4 separate regions of the Mus musculus genome follow, and all the other regions are linked to region 1. A link is a contact called in public HiChIP or PLAC-seq and promoter capture Hi-C data. All regions are on one chromosome and are shown on one strand. The core of a region is the stretch at or near the end of the contact, and the rest is flanking DNA. Distances in the headings are between cores, read along the strand shown. Region 1 holds the start of Zfp229 (zinc finger protein 229). Region 2 holds the start of Zfp54 (zinc finger protein 54). Region 3 holds the start of Zfp947 (zinc finger protein 947). Region 4 holds the start of Zfp51 (zinc finger protein 51).

Region 1 (3,158 bases), core at 373-2,872:
AGAAACATGGGGAGTAAAGAACACTTCATAACAATGTCCTTTCCTGCTTTGAGAATCTCTCCCTGTAATGAGCTGTGGTGTGAAGTTCAGCCACACTGAGCTCACACACGTGCGGCCCCTTCCTTTGAGAAGGAAATTGAGGATGAGAAAATAATAGATCCAGAAAACTCTTCTCACACACAGTAACCAAAGGCTGTGCTTCTATTGTAATCATTCTAGAATAAGCACTCTGAGACACCACTGCCAGTGAAAGAATAGATGTCACAGATGGACCAAAGGTGGGAGAGCTCTGAAAGGCCTGGTCTCCAGGCCAGTTCCTATATGCATTTTATAGTCTATAAGCACAAGGTGGGGCCAGAAGGAAAGTAAGCAGGACTTCCCTGAAGCATCAAGGCAGTTAGCTTGGAGGTTTTTCAAATGCAGGTTACAGCTGACAGATGTAAGCTTTGCGGGTAAGGTAGGTAAGGGCAAGACTTTTGTTTCCGCCACCTCTCCAGGTCATTCTGTTCCAAGTAGCAAGATGAAGTTGCAGAACACTACAGCAGTGCTTTAAGTAAATCATTCAATAAATCAGTAATTCAGTATCAAATAAATGGTCTTTTCTACCTTATCCCACTTTAATTCTAACATGAAGTCTCTATGCAAAAAGCCCCGTGAAGAGAGTGTAGGCATTCCCTCTTTTCCTGGGACAAGTCCACAGCCACATCACTGGAGATCAACAAATCCTGAAATAAAAAGCAACACTTTGGCCACCTGCCCTTGAGTAAAGTGCAGGTTATGAACCAAGGGCACATTGAATTGGAGACTGTTTTCTGAAGTAAGTAAGCAGCCACAGTTATGCAAAGGTCCTTTCTACTGTGGTGCTTTGTCACTGAACATACTGTAGGGTCTGATATCTTCACACTCAGCATGCATAAGGTGACTTTCTGGACTCTAAGATGTAACATTAAGACCCTCACCTGGAATACAAGATTTTGAGTACTGTATTTACATCATAGAATGTGTGCATCTCAGATGTCAAGTTAGTGATAAAATTCTACAGAGTAAATATTAATGATTACAACTATAACTGTGGAGTTTGTGAAAATATATTTGTGATTCTTCTGTCGATCCTTATGTGACTAATATCTAACAAGTTTTTTAGGTTGACAATCCACCAGCTCTAAATGCTACTCTCTTGAAAAGCTTGGATAATTTAAAGTGTTTTGTTCTTTCCGAACTAACAAAGAGAATTGTGAGATTTTTAAGAGAATATGTTGAAAACCTTACAAGAAAAAAAAAAGTCAGGAATTGTCCAGTTCTTAGGAGCTCATGAGAGCAGAGTCCTAATGAGTAGCCCAGAAACCGATCACACCCTACTCCGCTCCAGCCCCGCAGCGCCTCTGACCTGGGAGGTTCCAGGGCCGCCGGGCTGCGGTTTCCGCCGCCGCGCTGCTGACTCTACCAGGATGCCCCGCGCGGCACCTGCGGCTCTCGGGAGTTTTCACGTCTCCGCAAGACCCTGGGCAGTGTCCTTGGCCCAGATTCTGCACTAGGTGTCCCCGGAAATTTCTGAGGGAAAGGCGAGTTTTGCTGAGGCCCTCTCCCGCTTTTGGGAATATGTTGCCTACTCTGGTCCCACCCACTATTAAGTGTCCTCTCACCGTACCCAATCCCGCCCACCTACTTCCTGTTCCGTTTACTTTCCCAAGGGTCCCAGCTATGTTGTTCTGAAAACTGCAAGTATCCAACGCCCACTGGGCGGCAGACACCTTAAGAAATGTCAATTGCCATGGGAAAGGGTGAAAAGGGGGCAGTGTTCTCTAAGGACGGCAAATTAGAGGCAGACTACAAAACAGTTCTAGAGACTGTTCAATGGCGTGAAAGCCCAAAGAAAGGGTTCAAATATCTGAACGAAACTTAAAAATGACAGAACAAAATGACTGGAGATCAAGAAATCACAAGCAAAGGGTGGAGAGAAAAATGAGGACTAAATAGATGAATCCAATAAGGCCAGGTGTTAAGGAAAACTTAATATGAAGTAACGGGGAAAAAGGAAATTCACTGGGCAGTAGTGTTGCAAGCCTGTAAAATCTCAGCACTCAGAAGGCAGAGCCAGGCCTGAGTTCAAGGCCAGCCTGGCCTACAGAGTGAGTTCCAGCACAGCCAGGGCTACATAACGAGATCCAGTCTTGAAAAAAAAAAAAAAAAGTAGAAGCTCTCAGTAAACATAGGCTATATTTCTTGGTAATCTGTTCCTGGCATTTTTGACTTCCTTAATTTTCCTGGTAAACGTTGTGCATGTCCCTTTGCGTGTGTCTATGTGTGTATGTGTTGTTGTTGTTTCTTCAGAGCAATATGTCTTCAGTGTTTATGTCACAGGTCGCGTGGAGTATCAACATCCTGAATCTTTGATGCTTTGATCTTGGGATTCTTTGTTTAAAGGCTTTCTGACAGCACATTGGCAGGCATCAATTTCTTTACAGACATTGAAAGGAATTCGACCCTCCCACCCTTTACTTGACATCAGGCACATACTGCTTTGGGTAAAGACACTGTTCTTCATGGGAAAACCTTGTCATTCCCATTACTGACTGGGACAACAAAACCCTTTTGCTCTTTAAGCAGAACATAAACAAATACTTCCGTGGCCAAGTGCCTCTCGTAGAAACTACAAAGTTAAGTTCTTCAGCCACTTAAGTGGCTAAATTTTATGAACACAGCATCAACACACATAAAATAGGACTCTAATTACAATGCTGCCTACTTGTGTTGGACTGATCAAATCTAAAATAGAACAAACATACAATTTGTGTTAAAAAAAATCAAGTAAAATATTTGGGGGTTATATCCCCCAGGGAAAAAGATTCCCAAGGAAGCCATCCCACTGAGTTACCAATTTCACAAAATAAGCCAAGTAATTATCCTTTGCTTCTCACATGCTGAAATAATAAAATATGAGTGCTTCAAATTAGAGGCAAGATATTTTTCCATTTAGCTTCAATGTTATACTAAAAATACTGTTTTACTTATTAAAAACAAATATGTACAGTTTTTAAACTTTAAAAACTATAGCCCATGTATTTTAGTCAAAATATAGATCAACAAACTGAAGAGATATCATTAAAGAAAAACAACAAAAACCAGTAACCCTAGATTACATTACACATCATTCGTTT
Region 2 (3,361 bases), core at 397-2,896, 310 kb after region 1:
ATTATTTCTAGTGAAACAGAATGTGGCAAAACTGATCTCATGGCCCACTTCCACATTTACCTGAACCCCTTGCCTTCCCTTGACCAATCCCCCAACATACCTGGATCCTTAGCTACTGTCTCCTCCCTGTCCACCTTCCAGGTCTGTGTTCTGTTCCACAGGTGAGCTGATCTGGATGATCAGTGAGCCTGTACTTGGATTCCTAGCACAGTACTGTGCTCAGTCAATAAAGAGGAACAAAACTGAAGACTGTACAATGATCCCCCAAATGCCATTCAGTGTCAGAATATTGAAAAATATTTAGAAAACATTTTCAGTTAGTCTAGCGTGAACCTCACTTCCAATCACAGCTTCTTGAAAACTTATGGGTAGAAATGAAACTGGATGATTGGAATGAGAATAATATACACTAATAAAGTTCTGAACTTATCATGAACTGAAAATGATGGAAGCCTTTGTAGCTTGATCATGGACTTTTTTTTTCTCTCTCTCTCTCTTTCTCTTTAGGACAGCAGCTTGGCCACTTTCTGACCCAAGGGGCTGGAAATGGCAGTTATGGCCCTAAGAGAAACCTGGGGATGATGCTGGGGTAGGAGGGGAGGCTAGTCATTTCAGTGCCTCCAGGGCCTTAAAACCTGGAAATCCCTTCATTACTCAGTGTTAACAGATTACATTGTTCCAGCTTTAATGACCAAGCAATACTTCAGGACCCACTGTTCTTTTCCAGTACGTCATTTCACATGCTCCAAAGACACTATAAACACCCATCCCTCTGCCTAGCCTTCCAACTCTCTTCCCTTTCAGAGTAGCTGCCATTCTGTTTATCTGCAATATATCTCTTGCACGATGTTTGTTGTGTGGTGTGACTTTGTTGTATTGCTTTTGCTCCTGACTGCAAAGATGCCCTTGCTCTTAAAAATTCCTTACATGTTCCTTTCATTACTGATAGTTAAAACCTCTCCGTAGGTGCCAAGTTCCCAGGTATACAAAGAAATTAGTGTGGACTAATGTAAATTTCAGGAGCGTTGTCCTTTCTATCATAGCAAAATAACAAGAACAAAACAAAAACAACAACCAAACCAAACACGTTTGCCAATATTAACAGATAGTTTCAAATACTCCACTAGAGTACTTCTATAAGAAAAATTTGCCAAGAGAATAAATGGAAAAAAAATCAGTATTCATCAACTTAGTATGGTCTAAAATCTATGGGCAAGGGCAAGACATGAAGAGCAGAATTTTGAGAGCTGTCATTTTTATGAGTAGCCGAGGAAATATCTCACCCCTGTCTGATTCCTTCCCTTTCCCAGCCCCTTAGCTCCTCTAACCTGGTAGGTTACAGCCCTCCCCCACTGGGCTGTGGTTCCACCGGTTGGGCTGCTGCCTGCTGACTCTCCCAGGATGCCCCGCGCGGCACCTGAGGCTCAGGGTAGTTTTTTGCGTCCCCTTGAAACCCTTCTTGTATCCTCTGACTCCAGGTCTGCATCACAAGATTCTCCACGGTGCATGCCAGCGAGTTCCTCGAGGAAGACGTCCTTGCCACTTTTGGGTTTGGCTCCTCAGTCAACTTACCTAGGTTCACTAAAGAACAGTCCCAGCTATCACGCCACTCCTCTAATCCCAGCTCCATTCAACACACTTCCTCCACACAACACACTTCCTCCACACCCATATACTGTCCCCAACGGCTGTTTCCGGTGAGTGGCCCCACCCCCCCGGAGACAGGTCCCTCCCTATCAGTCTCAGGCTGCGGTCCACACAGTTCCAGCTGTCAAGCTTCTCTGAACCCGCTCTCCACAGACTCCCCACAAGTTTGCTGTCAGCGTAGACTAGAACTGGATCTGACAGGACGCTGCACCCGGATATCTGACCACCATACTGAGTTCTGAACCCTTCAGATAAAAGATAGCCTTACACCTCGACTTGACTACCAGCCCGTGAGCGACAAACTTATCCCAAACAATCCCAACACACAAAAATGACAAGTCAAAACCAAATCCTGAAAATTTGACTTGCGGAGAGACATTTAAAGAACTTGGATTTTGAAAAGAAATAGGTGTCTCAAGAAGTCAGTGAATTTATCTTGAGCTGCATGGCTTTCACCACTAGATGGTGGTCTTGCCATTTTCCTAATTCAGAGAGGAGTTTGTCTTCTGTGACTCAAGATAAAAGTGCTTTGAGATAAAACAGACTGTACTAACCCAGCATAATCCCAAAGAATAAACTAAACATTTTCTCTCCTGCCCACGAATAAGCTTAGTCTTCACCCCTTATCAAGAAACTTTTCTCTACTACAGAGACCACTGTAAAAAACTACAGTAATCACAATGCAGAGTTGTGATCATTATGGGGTAGGTCATTATGAATGTTTTGTCTACATTGCCCACTATAATAACTATGATCACCTTGTCTCTGGTGATTCGATGCTGCCACCTGGCCTTTGTTACCTTGGGGCAAAATTAAATCCATTACATTTAATTCATTCAATTGAGTAGCAGTATCTCCAACCCTAAGGTCTGGCACAAGGAAAAGGGCAAGAACAAAACTCTTCAAATGTGCTGTTGCCCCTCTCGCCAGTTTTTGTCCAGAGATACTAAGAGCAACAAGCCAGGCAAATCAGTTTTCTTATTTCCCTCCAAATTGTAGAAAACTTCGTGTACAGGGTCACCTAATTCACACCAGTCACAGTTGATGAATCAAGATAATCAAAGGCATTTGCATATAGTTTCCACCACTGGCCTCCTATATTCTCCAAGCTCCCAGGGGAGAAAGTATCTGGAGAAATTTCAGGAGTTGAAGGTGCCTAGTGAATTAGAAGATGCTGACAAATTATTAAACGGATTCCAGATTCTTAAGACATTCATTCTTATACTTCTGCTCCTCTAGAACCAATCCTGGTACCAACTTGTGTCTTAGTTAGGATTCTCTAGAGTCACATAACTTATGGAATATCTCTATATACATTAAGGGGATTTATTGTAATGACTTACAGTCTGTAGTCCAACTAACCCAACAATGGGAAGCTGTGAATGGGAAGTCCAAGATTCTAATAGTTGCTCAGTCCCATGAAGCTAGTTGTTTAAGCTGGTCTTCTATGGAAGTAGGTTTCAACAGATATGCTGGTGAGTGGTTGAAGAAGAGTGAATCTTCCTTCTTCCAGTGTCCTTATGTAGCCCTCTAGTAGAAGGTGTGGCCCAGATTAAAGGTGTGTACTACCACGCCTGGATCTGGGACTTGCTTTGTTCCAGGCCTAGAACTCTGCCTGCTTCAGTGTCCTGGAATTAAAGGTGGATACTACCTTGCCTGGACCTAAGATTTTCATGGCCACTATGCCTCAAGATCTCCATTTTGAAGATCCAGG
Region 3 (3,327 bases), core at 500-2,999, 430 kb before region 1:
GGGGAGAAAGAAAGTGGAAGAAGAGGAAGCCACCATGGGCTAAGAGTCTTAGATAATGGCCATGTTGGCTGGCCAATTGGAGTTTAAAGCAGCCAAGATAAAACATGGCAAAATATAGTGGAATTAATATTTGGGATATAGATATATTAATAGCATAGACCATAGATACGTTCCTAGTTCTAGCACTCATAAAAGCATATTATAAAGATTGTGTATGTCTTTTACCTTGGAAGTGAATAATCAAAATCTGGGTAGAAACAACAGTTGAGATTATATATTTTCCACAACACATTACAAGCAAGTGTAAGACTTCTATGATAAAAGATTCAAGTTTTTTTTTAAGAAAGAAATTGAAGAATATACTAGAATGTGGAAAGATCTCCCATGCTTGTTGATGAGGAGGATTCACATAGTAAAACTGGCCATCCTACCAAAAGAAATCTATATATTCAATGCATTCCTTACCCAAATACCAGGTTCTGTGTTATAGACCAGAGTGATAAAATGATGTGTCAGACACAAATGCCCTTTCCCTTGAGAATTCAAGTATTATTACGTCCATTTTCCTTACCGTTCTAACCCTGACCATGAATCCTGTCTGCATGGAATTTTAAGTACTATAAACTCACATCAGAAGGCATTTTATTTTTCCTGGCTATCAAAATTCTGTTGTAGTATCACTATATTTTTTCTTACATGAACTGGGGCTGATGCTGATGTTTTCATTCATGTTATGATTGTCAGACTATTTATAGGAAAATATTTGTGCAAACTATTTGCATTATCTATTTTCTTTGCTATTGTGGCCATTTCAAATCTCTTGGAGTTTAACTTTATCAGTGCTTTCCAACTGCCCTGTTGTACAGCTTTTGTTTCTACAGAGTGACCTTTGTCCCTGGAGCTCCCCAGAGAGCTTGCAGAGCACCCTCCCATCATTCTCTGTCCCATCCGTTTTTATCCACATTTTCATCTCAGTGGTCCCTCTTATACTTCATGTATGCTTTGATACATGCTTTGGAAGGAAGCCAAACTTTGTGAGTCATTTTTAGTATTGTGTGTTGGGGTGCAACATAAGAAATTGGAATTTATCTCTTAAACTCTTGTCTCCCTTGCCTCTACCTCCCTAGTGCCTCCCCCTGCCCTCCATTCCTTTCCACCCTCTCTCCAGGAGGGCATGGCCAGCCTCCACTTACCTACTCTCTCCTTCTGTCTTTCTCTGCCTCTACTACTCTCTTAACTCCCATCCCCATGCCTTAAATAAACTCTTTTGTATACTTGAAAGAAAGAAAGAAAGAAAGAAAGAAAGAAAGAAAGAAAGAAAGGAATTTAGGGTCTTGGTTATATTTTGCTGTGCGATTGTAGCCGAGGAGGCTAGTGTCCCAAGCTAAGAAGTTAGGCTGCCTGTTTATTATCTGAGGGTTTCAGAACTCACTCTCAGATGTCAGAGTGCAGCATCATTCAGAACCAGTTTTTCCTAGTCTGTCAGCAAGCAGCAGGGAGGTTGTGCAGAGCAGGTCCACAGGTGGAGCTGTGTGGCAGGAAGCTGATGACTGAGCGGGAGGGAATGGAACCCCCAGGGCAGGGATAAAGGCAAGAGCAGGACCTTGACCAGAACAGGAAAAAAGCAGTAGTAATTAAGGAGGGGAAAGCTCTTGCTCTCAAACTATTTTGGGAAACCACGTGACCATAACCACGGTTTATTGGGCGGGTCTAGGAGAGCAGCTCCTAAGATCCAGTCCTGGGTGACAGGAACTTCCACCGATTGTCTTTCTACCTTCCGGTTTCTGCATTCTAGCTCTCTCTGGACCCGGAAAAGTCTCCTCCGAAGCATTTTCTTGGCTGCGGACCTGGGAGAGTCAGCAGTTCAGCTGCCAGCACTGCAGCTCGGCGGCCCCGGAAGGTCCCAGGTCAGAGGAGCTGCGGGGCTGGGAAACGGGAGGGAGCAGAGCAGGGGGGAGTTTTCCGCAGCTGCTCTTAAGGACGCCACTCTCACAGTTCTGTTGTAGATGTCTCACCACTGATTAGAAGTTTGAGATCCTGTGACCTGGGATTTATCGTGATTCTTTAAAAATGTATTTTACAATTACTGGAATATTCAGTCATAAAATCACTGGTAAACCAGAACACCCTCCCCGCCCCAACCTAAGCTCCCTGGGACAAAACCACCAACCAAAGAGTAGACATGCAGGGACCCATGGCTCCAGCTGCACACTTAGCAGGAAATGGCCTTATTGGTCATCACTGGGAGGGGAGCCCCTTGGTCCTGTGCAGGCTCAATGACCCAGGGTAGGGGAATGCTAGGGCGCTGAGGTAGAAGTGGGTGGGTAGGTGGGGGAGCACACTCATAGAGGCAGGGGGAGGGGATAGTGGGTTTGTGGAAAGGGGATAACATTTGAAATGTAAAAAAAATAACCAATAAAAACATGAAGAAAAAAAAAACCTTGTAAAAGAGCGGTTGCATTATCTATTTCCTAATGAGCCAATTACAAAGATAGTGGAAAGTAAATTTGTTCTTGCTTTCTTGCCTTGTTTTACTAATTGCTTATTCAAGAGAATGCCTTTGGCCCGGTTAATAGGCATCCCCAGAGAGCTTTGTATATAATATTATATGAGGAATAGTGCAGATTTATTGAACCAAAAATTATACTTTATCGAGCCCTACTGTTATGGGTGTAAACACTAATATTTACTAAGCAAACTTTTTAGTGGCCATGAACTTTTTAATCAGAATTGTATGCAGTTTAGGATGTAAGTAAAACATTCAGAAATATGTCTTCATATGCTGAGTTCTTATGTTACTCCTTGGGTCCAAGCAAGCCCAATATTGCAGATCTTAGACCAGACTATTGATTAAAAATAAAGTTTTAGAAAACATCTTTTTACTGAAGGGGTCTGCAACCCTATAGGTAGAACAACAATATGAACTAACCAGTACCCACAGAGCTCATATCTCTAGCTGCATATGTAGCAGAAGATGGCCTAGTCGGCCATCACTGGGAAGAGAGGCCTCTTGGTATTGCAAACTTTATATGCCCCAATACAGGGGAATGCCAGGGCCAAGAAGCCGGAATGGGTGGGTAGGGGAGCAGGGCAGAGGGAGGGTATAGGGAACTTTCGGGATATCATTTGAAATGTAGATAAAGAAAATATCTAATAAGAAAGAAAGAAAGAAAGAAAGAAAGAAAGAAAGAAAGAAAGAAAGAAAGAAAGAAAACAAGAACTGGATTTTTCATAAGAAAAGGGAATTCATTAGCTCAGATTTGGGGAGAAAAATGTTAAAACAGCATGGCACTATAATGTGCACTGTTATAATATGCACTCTAGCAA
Region 4 (3,160 bases), core at 350-2,849, 280 kb after region 1:
CACAGTCACACTGGTGGCCGTGAACTGACCACAAAATACAAAACAACAGTTTGAATAGTGGTCCTGGTGCACACCTTTAACGCTAGCACTCAGGAAACAGAGTCAGGTGTAACTCAGTGACTTCCAGTCCAGCCTAGTCTACATGACAGGATGAGTTCTGGGCCAGACAGAGGGACACAATGGGTTCAAGCCACAGACAAAACAAACACAGGAACTAAGCCAAACTAAACCAAACCAAACCAAAAAACAGTTTGTGTTCATGGACAAAGTGGTTTTCTAGAACTAAGGAGACAAAATACTTTTGCTGTCTTTTTTCTGATATAGAAGAGCTAAAGTAATTATTTGAAAGATGATTTATAGTACCATCATATACAATATAATACCTTTTCTGTTTTATTTCTTTTTTCCTTTTCCTTCTCCCTCTTCCCACTGACATTTCTCTGTGGTTCTAGCTGTCCTTAAACTCCCTTTATGTACCAGGGTGGCAAGGAACTCCCAGATCCAATTGCCTCAGTTTCCTAAGTGTAGGCATTAAAGGCTTGTGATTAAAGGATTAAAGGGTTATAGGATACAGGGATTAAAGGATTAAAAACTGGTTTATAATGTCCTTTCTAACTGTGAACTGTAGCAGATGTGCAACTTGGTTATCATGTTGGTCCCCTAACAACTGGAGCAGAGGCTGTCTCTGACTCTGTTGACTGCCTTTGGATCCCCTTTCCCTAACTGGGCTGCCTTGTCTAGCCTCAATAGCCTCAGTGCAGTGCCTAATCCCACTGCATCTTGATATGCCAAGGAGGGTGGATATCCACAGGAGGCTTTCCCTTCTCTGAGGATAAAGAGAGGAAGGTGTAGGATAGGGGGAGGAAGGTAGTGGAGGAGTGAGAGACTAGAAGGAGAGGAAGAAGTGATGACAATCACTTCTAGTTATATTTACAACTATATCTACGAAACTCGCAACAAATATACGCTGAGATTCAGTTACATTTCCAGCCATTCCTTTCATGAGTAATAGCTAAAAGCTCTCTGGGGATGTTAAGTCACCAAGTATGTCCTGGGTATAACAGTGGAGTTAGCATGGATGTAAGTAAATTTAAAGAGCTTTATCCTTTATCTCAACAAAGAGAACTGGTTTGCAAACTTCAGTAGATAAACTAAAATATTCTACTATTCTACTATTTTGAATATTTTGGCAATCATTTGGTCAATGAAAAACACATCAGGATTATTTCAGTTTATATGCACTAAAATATATCGAGCCAGCTTACTTATGAACACCAGAAAAACTGATCACGCCCTGCTCTCTTCCGGCCCCTTCCCAGCCCCGTAGCTCCTTTGACTTGGGAGGTTTCTGAGCTATGGTTCCAGCTGCTGTGCTGCTGACTCTCCCAAGATGCCCCGCGCGGCACACGGCTGGCCGGCGTTTTACCTTCCCCTAAATTCCTCCCCGTTCTGCTATCCCAGGTCTACACTACGCGATTCCCTACGGTGCAGGGCCGTGAGCTCTGGACGTGAACAGGTCGTTAACACTTTTGGCTTTGGTTCTCAACTTACCTGGCTTCACTCACCTAGTTTCCCAGCTTCCGCTCACGTCACTCCTCTAACTCCTCCCACTCAACACTTTTCTACACTTCCTGGTAACGTCCAATGTGCTTGCACCCTCCGTTTCCGGGTGAGTGGCCCTGCCCCGCGGAGACCCGTCCCTCCCACTTTGTCTCTGGCTGCCTTCCACACAGGCCCAGCTGTCAGCTCGCCCAGCCTCCCCTCATGCTTGCTGCTAGCTAGACCAGAAGTGGATCTGGTAGGACTTTGCACCCCGATATCTGACCCCCATAGTGAGTTCAGAACCATTTAGATAAATGACCGGAAGCCTAACACCTCCTGGACTTCCAGCCGCTGGAATACATACTTTGTACCAAACAACAACAACACAGGCTAAATTCAGAAGCCCAAGTCCCATCCCCAAAACACAAACATGAGAAGCCAAAAGCAAATCCTAAAATTTTGACTTGGGAGAGACTTTTAAAGAACTTGGAATTTGAAAAGAAATAGGTGTCTCAAGAATTCAGTGGCTCTTTGCTATCCGCCCAGGGCCGAATTCATCCTGTGCTGTACTGATGTTACCACTAGATGGCGGTCTGTCATTTTACTAACTCAGAAAGGAGTTAGTCTTGTGATTTATGCTTAAAGTGAGAAAAACCAATTCTTTCTTTCTTTCTTTCTTTCTTTCTTTCTTTCTTTCTTTCTTTCTTTCTTTCTTTCTTTCTTTCTTTCTTTCTTTCTTCCTTCCTTCCTTCCTTCCTTCCTTCCTTCCTTCTCTCCTCCCTTCCTTCCACCCCTCTATTTATTTATTTATTTATTTATCTATTTATCTCTTTCTCTCTTCCTCCCTCCCTCCCTCCCTCCCTTTTTTCTGGAGTGTTGAATGCAGAGACCTTAACTTGCACAGATGCAAAAAATAAGGTATATGGTTCTAGTCTTAATATAGTCAGTTACTAGTTAGTTCATCTAGCTTGGTGAACACCAAAGAAGAGGTGGTTAGGATATAAGAAGGAAAAGAGGAGAGGATGGGCTAAGACACACTATTCTCTAGACTCCATACAATTATTGTAATCAGTAACCAACAGCAGCTGTCTTTATGTTCACTGGCCTCACACAAGACCACAGTCATTCTAGGAACTGGAACAGCTCACTTTACCTCCCAGAGGTTGGCTATGGATAGATTGTAGGAGAATAATCACTACCTTTAGTTGTCATCTTGTGCTGAGCACATCAGGCTCCAACACATAGCTCCTATCTTACTGGGTCCCTGGCAATATGAATAGAGATGAACACAATCGAGAGGTTTGTTGGAATTGTAAATCAGAAGAGCAGAGTTTTAGGAGTGGAATATGTACTTTATATCAAAAGTATACCAAAATATTGGGCAATACTTGATGTGGACATACAAATGCAATATGCAAGTGTGAAATAGCTAATAATAGAAAACTTGGGGGAGGTCATTCATTCACTCACTCATTCATTTGAGAAAGGTTTTCTTTGTGTAACACAATTATTAATGAAGTGTGCTACCATGCCCAGTTCAAAAAACATTTTTTTAAAAGAAACATATTTATTTCTTTTACATGAGTGCTCTATCTACATGTACACCTGCATACCAGGA

Evidence for each region. Promoter capture Hi-C pulls out the DNA fragments that hold promoters and counts their contacts. HiChIP or PLAC-seq counts read pairs in DNA pulled down with a chosen protein or histone mark. Capture Hi-C pulls out chosen DNA fragments and counts their contacts.
Region 2: a contact with region 1 is called in a promoter capture Hi-C map of adipose tissue. The contact joins the promoter of Zfp54 here to the promoter of Zfp229 in region 1. A contact is called at or near these places in 3 of 39 promoter capture datasets (the 3T3-L1 cell line, the HPC-7 cell line, HPC-7-derived erythroid cells and 1 more), 1 of 115 datasets of contacts at active chromatin or transcription factors (pancreatic cancer cells) and 1 of 9 other capture datasets (adipose tissue).
Region 3: a contact with region 1 is called in a promoter capture Hi-C map of liver, with 4 times the contacts expected there. The contact joins the promoter of Zfp947 here to the promoter of Zfp229 in region 1. A contact is called at or near these places in 1 of 39 promoter capture datasets (liver) and 2 of 9 other capture datasets (adipose tissue and liver).
Region 4: an H3K4me3 HiChIP or PLAC-seq map of embryonic stem cells shows a contact between it and region 1, with 5 times the contacts expected there. The contact joins the promoter of Zfp51 here to the promoter of Zfp229 in region 1. A contact is called at or near these places in 1 of 39 promoter capture datasets (stem cell-derived epiblast-like cells), 2 of 484 Hi-C or Micro-C datasets (embryonic stem cells and nephron progenitors), 1 of 115 datasets of contacts at active chromatin or transcription factors (embryonic stem cells) and 1 of 9 other capture datasets (adipose tissue).

What each region holds. Positions count from the first base shown.
Region 1 is chr17:21,732,188-21,735,345 of GRCm38.p6, reverse strand. Zfp229 (zinc finger protein 229) reads right to left here and starts at 1,622. Exons shown (of 6, transcript NM_001164676.1): 1 at 1,388-1,622.
Region 2 is chr17:21,421,529-21,424,889 of GRCm38.p6, reverse strand. Zfp54 (zinc finger protein 54) reads right to left here and starts at 1,646. Exons shown (of 5, transcript NM_001379357.1): 1 at 1,573-1,646.
Region 3 is chr17:22,164,399-22,167,725 of GRCm38.p6, reverse strand. Zfp947 (zinc finger protein 947) reads left to right here and starts at 1,749. Exons shown (of 5, transcript NM_177596.3): 1 at 1,749-1,907.
Region 4 is chr17:21,448,813-21,451,972 of GRCm38.p6, reverse strand. It overlaps Zfp51 (zinc finger protein 51), which reads right to left and starts at 1,599. Exons shown (of 5, transcript NM_009558.4): 1 at 1,552-1,599.